Regions from separate parts of the Zea mays genome. Here regions 1 and 3 are each linked to region 2. The links are chromatin contacts, called in public Hi-C maps. All regions are on one chromosome and are shown on one strand. Each heading gives the region's core, a stretch centred on a gene start, on an enhancer-like site or on the middle of the called end of the contact. The rest is flanking DNA. Distances are from core to core; before and after follow the strand shown. Region 1 holds the start of LOC100384016 (Mediator of RNA polymerase II transcription subunit 30). Region 2 has its middle 6.8 kb from the start of LOC109944512. Region 3 has its middle 36 kb from the start of LOC100501814.

The links. A called contact is a pair of places that touch in the nucleus more often than the background predicts.
Region 1: a contact with region 2 is called in a Hi-C map of leaf, with 6 times the contacts expected there. The contact joins the promoter of LOC100384016 here to the enhancer-like site in region 2. A contact is called at or near these places in 3 of 25 Hi-C or Micro-C datasets (ear, leaf and tassel).
Region 3: a Hi-C map of leaf shows a contact between it and region 2, with 4 times the contacts expected there. The contact joins two enhancer-like sites. A contact is called at or near these places in 5 of 25 Hi-C or Micro-C datasets (bundle sheath, ear, leaf and 1 more).

Annotation. Positions count from the first base shown.
Region 1 is chr2:72,634,933-72,637,632 of Zm-B73-REFERENCE-NAM-5.0, reverse strand. LOC100384016 (Mediator of RNA polymerase II transcription subunit 30) reads right to left here and starts at 1,406. Exons shown (of 3, transcript NM_001176627.1): 1 at 953-1,406. The coding sequence starts at 1,306.
Region 2 is chr2:72,423,196-72,425,895 of Zm-B73-REFERENCE-NAM-5.0, reverse strand. No RefSeq gene overlaps it. Among protein-coding and RNA genes, the nearest start is that of LOC109944512, 6.8 kb to the left of the region's middle. Within about 2 kb of position 1,360, at least 18 of the 20 cell types and tissues checked have an H3K27ac peak or open chromatin away from gene starts, as enhancers often do. A contact at or near this core is called in bundle sheath, ear, leaf and 1 more, where this site is marked.
Region 3 is chr2:72,253,061-72,255,760 of Zm-B73-REFERENCE-NAM-5.0, reverse strand. No RefSeq gene overlaps it. Among protein-coding and RNA genes, the nearest start is that of LOC100501814, 36 kb to the right of the region's middle. Within about 2 kb of position 1,275, at least 19 of the 20 cell types and tissues checked have an H3K27ac peak or open chromatin away from gene starts, as enhancers often do. A contact at or near this core is called in bundle sheath, ear, leaf and 1 more, where this site is marked.

The DNA.
Region 1 (2,700 bases), core at 157-2,656, 210 kb before region 2:
TAGCATTGGCAAACCAATTTTATCTTGAACAGTGTGCAAAAATCAGGCTTCACCAATTACAGCTATGGCCGATTAAGGTTAGATAAACAATTTTCTATGTACAATGTGAAAAGCAAGTTCTAGTTCATTAAAATCCATGTTTGTTGATATTACCAGTTGGCTTTGTCCTTAATAATTACTCCCTTCGTCCATTTTCTTAGGCGCCTTCCGCTTCTCTTTAGTCCAGAAGCCTTGGGCATATTAGTTCTCCCCAGACACGTTTTAAAACTTTGGTCAATAGCATCCCTGTGCATTTGACATGCATAAATGCAGCAGACATAAGTTGGGCCAGTGGGAAAAGGTTCATCAACCAGTAAGTTAGGCTTGACTGGTAAATGTTTCATTTTGACTGGATGCTAGGCACATGCCTTGACTTGAAACATACCCAAAATGTTTCTTCAAAAAAATGTCTTGATTGAGACAGTATCTAAATCCATGCGGCATGCAGTAATCATGTTTCTTCAAAAAGAAAAAGAAAAAACAGAGTACTGACATCAAATGTGGGAATAGTCAATCATAGGTCCCCAATGATGTTCTTTTTAGCAAACCAAGGTTGTTTTCTAAAAAAACGTAATGTAGCACCACATACTTCACAAGTTCACATCAGTATTTCATCTTTATAATTGTGGCACCAAATATGGACCTATCTAAATAAAAAATTGTAAGATTTGGAAACGAAAATTTGTTGGGCCCTCCACAAGAATGGCCACTATGTCATTGCAAGAGTTGGAGTTGTTACCGTTGTAAATATCTCAAATCAACCACGTAATAAGAAATTGTTTTGGGCTCCTCTACAAGGCAATGGCAATGCCCTGATTTTTACACCAGAAGTGACATCTTTCGTCACAGAAGAATGCGCCTAAAACACTTCTCCGCATAAGCGCCAGGAGCATAAGCTGCATCGAGCTCTCACCTGAGGGCAGGACGACACAGCAGAGATGGAGTCCCGCAGCGCCACCACGGCTGACTTGTAGCGGTGCCTCGCCTCGTCGAGCGACCCGCCAGGGCCGGGTGCGCCCCCTGCGTCGGCAGCGTCGGAATCCGCAGAGTGTGGCGGCGGCGGAGTAGCCGATTGGTGGTGCTGGGAGCCAGCGGAAGCGGCAGCAGCTGCTGCTGCCGATACGGAAGAGGAGGACCAGAGACCGGCGTTGCAGAGCTCGTCGTTCATGGATACGAGGATCTGGAACGCGGCTGCGATGGTCTCCTCCAGGTGCCGCTGCCCCTCCACCGCCACCTCCTGCCGCCGTCGCGCCGCCTCGGAGGCCATGGATGCACTCACCGGAACCCTAGGTCGCCGCTGCCACCAATCTACCGCTCCTCTCAGCCCGCCGGCGAAACCCCACTTTCCGGGCCACTCCACAGGCTCGACATCAAGCAGCGTAATTTGGCCACAGTTGCGTTGCGTGATGCCAGAGCGCTTTCCAAGCCCGGTATGGGCCGAGGCAGGTCGCCTGAAAGCCCAAGTACTCTCTTCCTGCACGGACCGGATCCAGCTAGTACAATTTATTGTGTGACGTGCATGCTAATGATACTGAGGTAGCTGTTTTTATTAAATTTAATATAGATGCGATCGAACCTTAAAATTTTAAAATCTCATAGTATGCTAGTGTGATAATTAAAGAATAATATTGTATGAGAAATTACCAAGAGGTTGAATCAACTTAAACAGATGGCTATTGTTTGTATTGTAAGGTTAAAAAAGATAGAAGGTGTGAGCCGAACCCACACCTTCTTTTAGGGACGTTTGAATGCATTAGAGCTAATAGTTAATGACTAAAATTAGTTGAGACATTCAAACTTCCTAGATAATAGCTATTTTTTGGTAAATTAGTTAATAGTTAGGTAGCTATTTGTTAGCTAGCTAATTCCACTAACAATTTGTAGCCAATTAACTAATACTTCTAGTGCATTTAAACACCCCTTAAGACTCTCCAGGATTGTCCCTGAAGCTTCAAAGACACCCTAAGGCTATCGCTTCATATTAAAGCCGGATGTTTGAACTGTTGCAACTATAATTCATAGAGACAAAAATACTGTACAAGCAGTAGAAACCGGTACGAATCAAAATCAAGTGAACTGTTGACCCTAATAAACAATAGTGTGTTTGATTTGAGGAATAAAGTGATCCATCTTCTTCTCACTCCTCAATTTTTATTTGGTTTGTGGAATAGAATGGGATGATCTATCACCACCACATTCCTCGTAAGCTAATAATTAGTATGTACATGAGAAGTAGGTTGATTTCATCAAAATTGATGGAATGAACTTATGATGCATCATATCATAAAGCATAGAGTGACTCCATAAACCAAACACACCATAAATCTAGAGGCAGATCCTTTCACCTCTAATCTAGGTTGTTTTCTCTTCCCTCTAAATATTTAATACTCTAACGTACGAATTAAACATGTATCACTTTAAAACTATGACAAATACGTATGCAAAAATAAAATCTAATTTAAAATATATTAACAATATAGTTGACTGTGTATCGAATTCAAAGAACCGTTGTGAGAGCTGGAATTTAGGATGATAGAATTTTTTAGAAAATGATAAAAAAAGTTGCAATTAAAGAGATAATCTAAAGGTAACCACTCCAGATAGTTATGGGTTCAAATGGCTAGGTTATAATAGTGTGTTGCTAGTAAAAACTAAGACAAG
Region 2 (2,700 bases), core at 111-2,610:
CACCACGTGGCGAGAAAAGATGATGCATCCCAGAATGTATCATTTGGATCGGACCTCCTCGAAGGAGCACCGGACCCCTGTACGCACAACCCGGACCCCCAATTATGGCCCGGGACTCCCAAACAAGCATGCCGGGTCCCTTGGATGGGGCCCAGATCCCTTCCAGTAAGGTCCGGACCGCAACAAGGTCCCAGGACAGGGGATACCCTGGCGTAAGCAAGGGTCCGGTGCTGACACGTGTCCAGGCCTTATCATGTGCGCTTGCGCTCCCCGCTCAGGCGGAGACCCACTGCTGTCGCGTGGCTTGTAGCCCGTGACATAAGCCAGCGAGCGGAGCCTAACGTAAGGCCTCTAAAGCCGTGTGGTCTCTGCATTTATTGCGGAGAGGACGCGCTGCCTACCCACCTTGCTGACAGGCAATGTGCCCCCTCAGCATTTAATGTGTCCTGTCCACTCCACTGGCAGGCGGCGCCAGGGCCATCCTGCAGATGGCGCACCTGTCCAGTCCATTATCAAACAGTGCGCCCGTGCCGCTCGGCGCACTGTGCTCATCATCCCTTATACGAGAAGCTTCCTCTGCACGCCGATACTACACAGATCTCGGATGTCAAGGCGCAAGAAGATTGCTCTAGCGGCGAACATTTGTAGCTCCAAGTGCTACATCTGTTATGATCCTGGGCCCACATGTCGGGGCTCAGTACCTTTGTGCATGCCCCCCTTAGCTATAAAAGGGGAGGCATGCAACGTTACAACACAAGGTTTTAGACACAGACTGAGACCCAACTTAGATTCTGAACTCTCAAGCTTCCACAACAATCCAACACACAGTGGAGTAGGGTATTACGCTTCGGTGGCCCAAACCACTCTAAACTCTCGCGTGTTCATGTGCTCGGTAATCGCTTAGCCGGACAGGCAAAACGCTTAAGCCCCTTCCTTATCTTAGGATTAAGGGCGGGTGCACTCCGCCACCCGGCCGGAGAATTCCCTCTCTGACAACAAGCATTCCTATTGAATTATATATTATGCCTCTAAACTTAAAGAGATATGATAAATAAGTAATAATACCGAAAATAGTAGGATTTATATGACACACTAGGGTTGGAATCTGTTTCAAATTTGAAACAGAAAGATGAATCAAAATTGAATTCAAACTTGAAATTTGAAAATGAAAACCAAAAGAGGAAAATAAAAAAAGAAATGAGAATGTACCCGTATTGGGCATGAATCCTCAGCTGACCCAAATTCTCTCAACTCGCGCGGCCCACCAATTCCCTTTCACGTCGGCCCAGCTCCACGTTGCGCAGCCCAACCCGCGCTTGGTCAGCCCAGTTGTCCCCCGCGTCACGATTGCTGGGTGACAGGTGGGACCAACCTGTCTGCGTGACCTCCACTCACGCGTACGCAGAGCACTCCCTTCTGATCACTGGACTGCGGGCCCGCCCTGTTAACCGGACTCCTTCAACAGAACCCGTCGTCTTCCCCCTGGCCATTCTCAACAGATGACGCGCGTTGCTCGCGCATCTCTGGACTCGATTCCCTCTGGCTGAAGTCCGAGGCTTCAGCAATATAAAGGGGGGTGGAGGGCACCGCAGCCACCCCATCCACTCGGTGCCCGTCGGCCACCTCGGGCAAAGCCAAGCGCCCCCACTAAGCATCCAGGAAAGAGAGAACCGAGAAAGAGAGAGAGAGAGAGAGTTTCACTGTCGGTCAGAGATGACGATGGAGCTTGTCCGTGACGCGCGTCACCGGACCTCGGCATCGGGCTAGGGAGATCGGCAAGTTCGCGCTGGACGCAGGGGGTGTTCCCTGTGCTTACAGCGTTGGGAGGGCACCGCGTTATCACCGCGCGAAGAAGATCGAGTGGGACTGCCGTAGTGCGTCGCTGCTCGTCCCTGGGCTGAGCCACGGTATGCCTCCATTATTTTCTCGCCGTTACCACCCCTTTGATGTTTTAGCTTATACGGCGGGAGTGCAGGGCAGGTCCGCCATCATGGCGCGCGGACGTCGGTGTCTAGGAGTCGTGAGGAAGAAGACACCAGTAGGTCCGTTGATCCTGTGACTGACGACCGGGATGAATTCTTGCATACCGATTCGTAGGGATCTCATCTGGAACGTAGGATGAGCAATAAGTGGCAGAGATTAGATCCGCGAGTCATTAAATCCTGACCGTAGATTATGAATCGTGTGGCCCCGTTATGTACCGATTCGTAATAGCCTAGGTCTAATCTAGGCCCTTGTGTCTGGGTCGGATGGCTCAGAATCCATCATATCTCTTCGCCATGCCATTTCACTAAAGAGACCCTATGCTTTTAGGTATTCAACCCGCGGTCCTGGCGCCAGTCATTCTGGGTCTTGGGAAGACTTATACTGAGACCCCTACACATTCTAATAATAGTGCGCCCGGTCCAGAGAATTGATTATTTAGATAAATAGTTAAAGAAATTGAATTTTAATACCAAAATAATTCCAAAGAACTTATATAATTCATATTAAATTCATTTTAGCTCAAAATTAATCCATTCCAAATTCTATAATTTATAAAATTGTTGTTTATCATTTAGTGTCTCTGTTTTGACATGAAAGCCACATTAAAATTTATACCTTAATTAATCTTGTATCAAATACATAAAACCTTCAGAAATTCATAACTCTTTCATTTTAATTCCAAATTGACTCGTTCCAGTTGCGTTAGCTTCGTAT
Region 3 (2,700 bases), core at 26-2,525, 170 kb after region 2:
CTTACCTAATAGAGGCAACGACAGTAGGGGAGTGGTCAGTGTGGGAGGCCCTTGGGTTGATTTTGCTGCGATGGCGGTCAGGCGAGGGGTCCCTGCATTGGAGCTTCCTAGAAACTGTAGCGGGTTTTCTGAAGCTAGTGGAACTTTGTAAAGGCCTCGTAGTAGTACCCTGCCTCGCTTCCTTGGTAAAGGTGTATGGGGTCCGATCAACCCCATGGCAAATGGGTAACACGACTTGTGGGTAAAGATGTGCAACCTCTGCAGAGTATAAAACTGGTATACTAGCCATGCTCACGGTCATGAGCGGCTCGAACACTCACATGATTAATTTATGAAATTAAATTCAATTTGTCATTTGCATCGCATTTGGATTATTATTATTTTTATTTACTATTACCATGGTTTGGTATTCACTTAAATTTAGTAAATGCTAATAAAATTTTGACCAACTTATAAAAGCAATGCTCAGCTTTAACCTTTATTTATTGATCAGCCCTACACCTCACATGAACTCCCACCTTTGGTGAGTTCATGCACATTATTCCCCACAACTTGTTGAGCTATGATCTTTTGTGAGCTCACTCCTGCGATAAATAACCCCCCCCACAGGTGAAGAGCATGTGGTTGAAGAGGAGCCGCCCTACAATGAAGCATACGAGTTGATCTAGGTGACGTCTCCTAGTCGACTTTATGGCGCCAAGGACGGACATTAGTTCGCTTTATATTTATCTTTTATTTTCATAAGACTTTCGCTATGTAATAATTACTTTTATGATATTGTGACATTTATCTCTATACACTCTGTTATTATATGTGTTGTTCTTCTTTGGCGCACATATGAGAGACATCCCACTTCATCCCTTAAATCCGGGTGTGACATTTTATGTCTAAACAGAGTTACTAGGTGATAAACAATATTAAAACAAAATTAATGCCACTAGAATGGGTCATTTCGGAGTTAAAATGAATTTTCTATGTATTAAACAAGTTTCTGGATTTATTTTTATATTAAAAAATCATTTTCTGTAATTGATTTATAACTAAACCGAGCTCTCTGTATATAATCCTAATTTCTGAAGAAGCCAGGGCGTATTTGCAAATTCTAGGGACCTATTTGTATCTGTTTTCAACCGCGCGTGGACGACAGGTTGATTCTGTAATCTTCTAGGGTCTTTTAAGCGAAATTCCCACGGTGAAAGGGTATGGGTAAACCTTAGCCATAAGATATGTAGTGGGCGGCCCAGATTAGATCGTTACCTCATCAAACCGGTATGCAATCTTGAGAATTGGATCTACAACCGACGACCGAGGATCCCCATGCATGCAAGACATACTAGTCCTTAGATCCAGGATCCACGATCACGAACGAAGCGCTTCACATGTTCCAATCTTGGCACTTCCTTCCGATCCGACGCACCCCAGGTCTTCTTCCCCAACGCGCCATGCGCTCGGCCATCCTGGCACAAGGATCCGGCGGCCGCAAGAATGGAGCAAAAGCCCCGACGCCCCACCCTTTATAACCGCGTGGAACCCAGGCCAGATCCCATCTGATAGAGTGGACGGAAACGGCGACGGTGGAACCCAACTTGCGCGGCGGCGGCGAATCGGCACCCGACGATCCATCCACACCCAGCTACGACCGCGCAGTACCACGACGCGCACAGTTGGGCGTTCACCAGAGTAGGGAGGGGAAAAGAAGTGCCAAGCGTGAGGTTTTATAGTCCGGCTGGGCAGATTCGCCTGGTAGTTGCATGCATGCGACCGTGGCACGCCCGATCAAGCTGTTACAAAGCCGCCGCCATGGGCGCACCCGATGTGGGGGGGTTCCAGCAATGGTGGGGCCCACCAATCAATCATAGAGGAGGCACTGCATGCGCATGGTTTGAGTTGACGCCGGAAACAGGGAGTGGGCTGGCCTATAGCCCACGCGGCCGAAGGGGGGGAAGGTAGGGGTAGAGAGTTGGGCTGAGTAGGGAATTTGGCCCAAGGTCGGTTCTGTTTCTTTTTCTTTTTAGTTTCCTGTTCTCTCCTTTTTCCTATTTTGTTTTCCATTTTCAAATCTAAATGAAATCCAAATTTCCAATTCGATTATAAATGCACAATACAAACTCCAGCATGAATGCAGAATTTAAGTTTATTCATTTCTTTCTTATTTAAAATAAATGCCTCTAGATGTATATTAGTAAAGGAAGTATTTCCCAATAGAAAAATCTGTATTGTTTCTTCCGTGAGTTTAACTCTTGCTTGAAAATTATACCTAATTTCTATTATTACTTTTATTTTGGGATACGTACTCTCAATGGTAACAAAATTCTTATTAAAAGATATTTTAAATCAAAAACTTGGAGAAACGTTAATAAACCCTCGATATAAGATTTTGGGTGCTACACTTCTTCATCCTCTAGAACTCCTATTTCTCTATGCTTAGTCCAACAAATATAGTAAGGCATGGAATCTCTTTGTAGCAAGTGGAGGTGAATGGGTCTGCCACAACTCAATACATGGACACTCGGTGCCTCAATGCATGTGTCCACATAAGTTAGCATGTAATTGATCTGGTTCAAGTCTTCATGGGCCAATGTTGTATCTTGGCAACAATAATGTGAGTTGATCAAATAGTAGTTTTGTTGTTACAATATTTTGTATAGGTGTTGCATAAACTTATTGACCCTAAAAATCAACCATCTAGATCTGGTCATG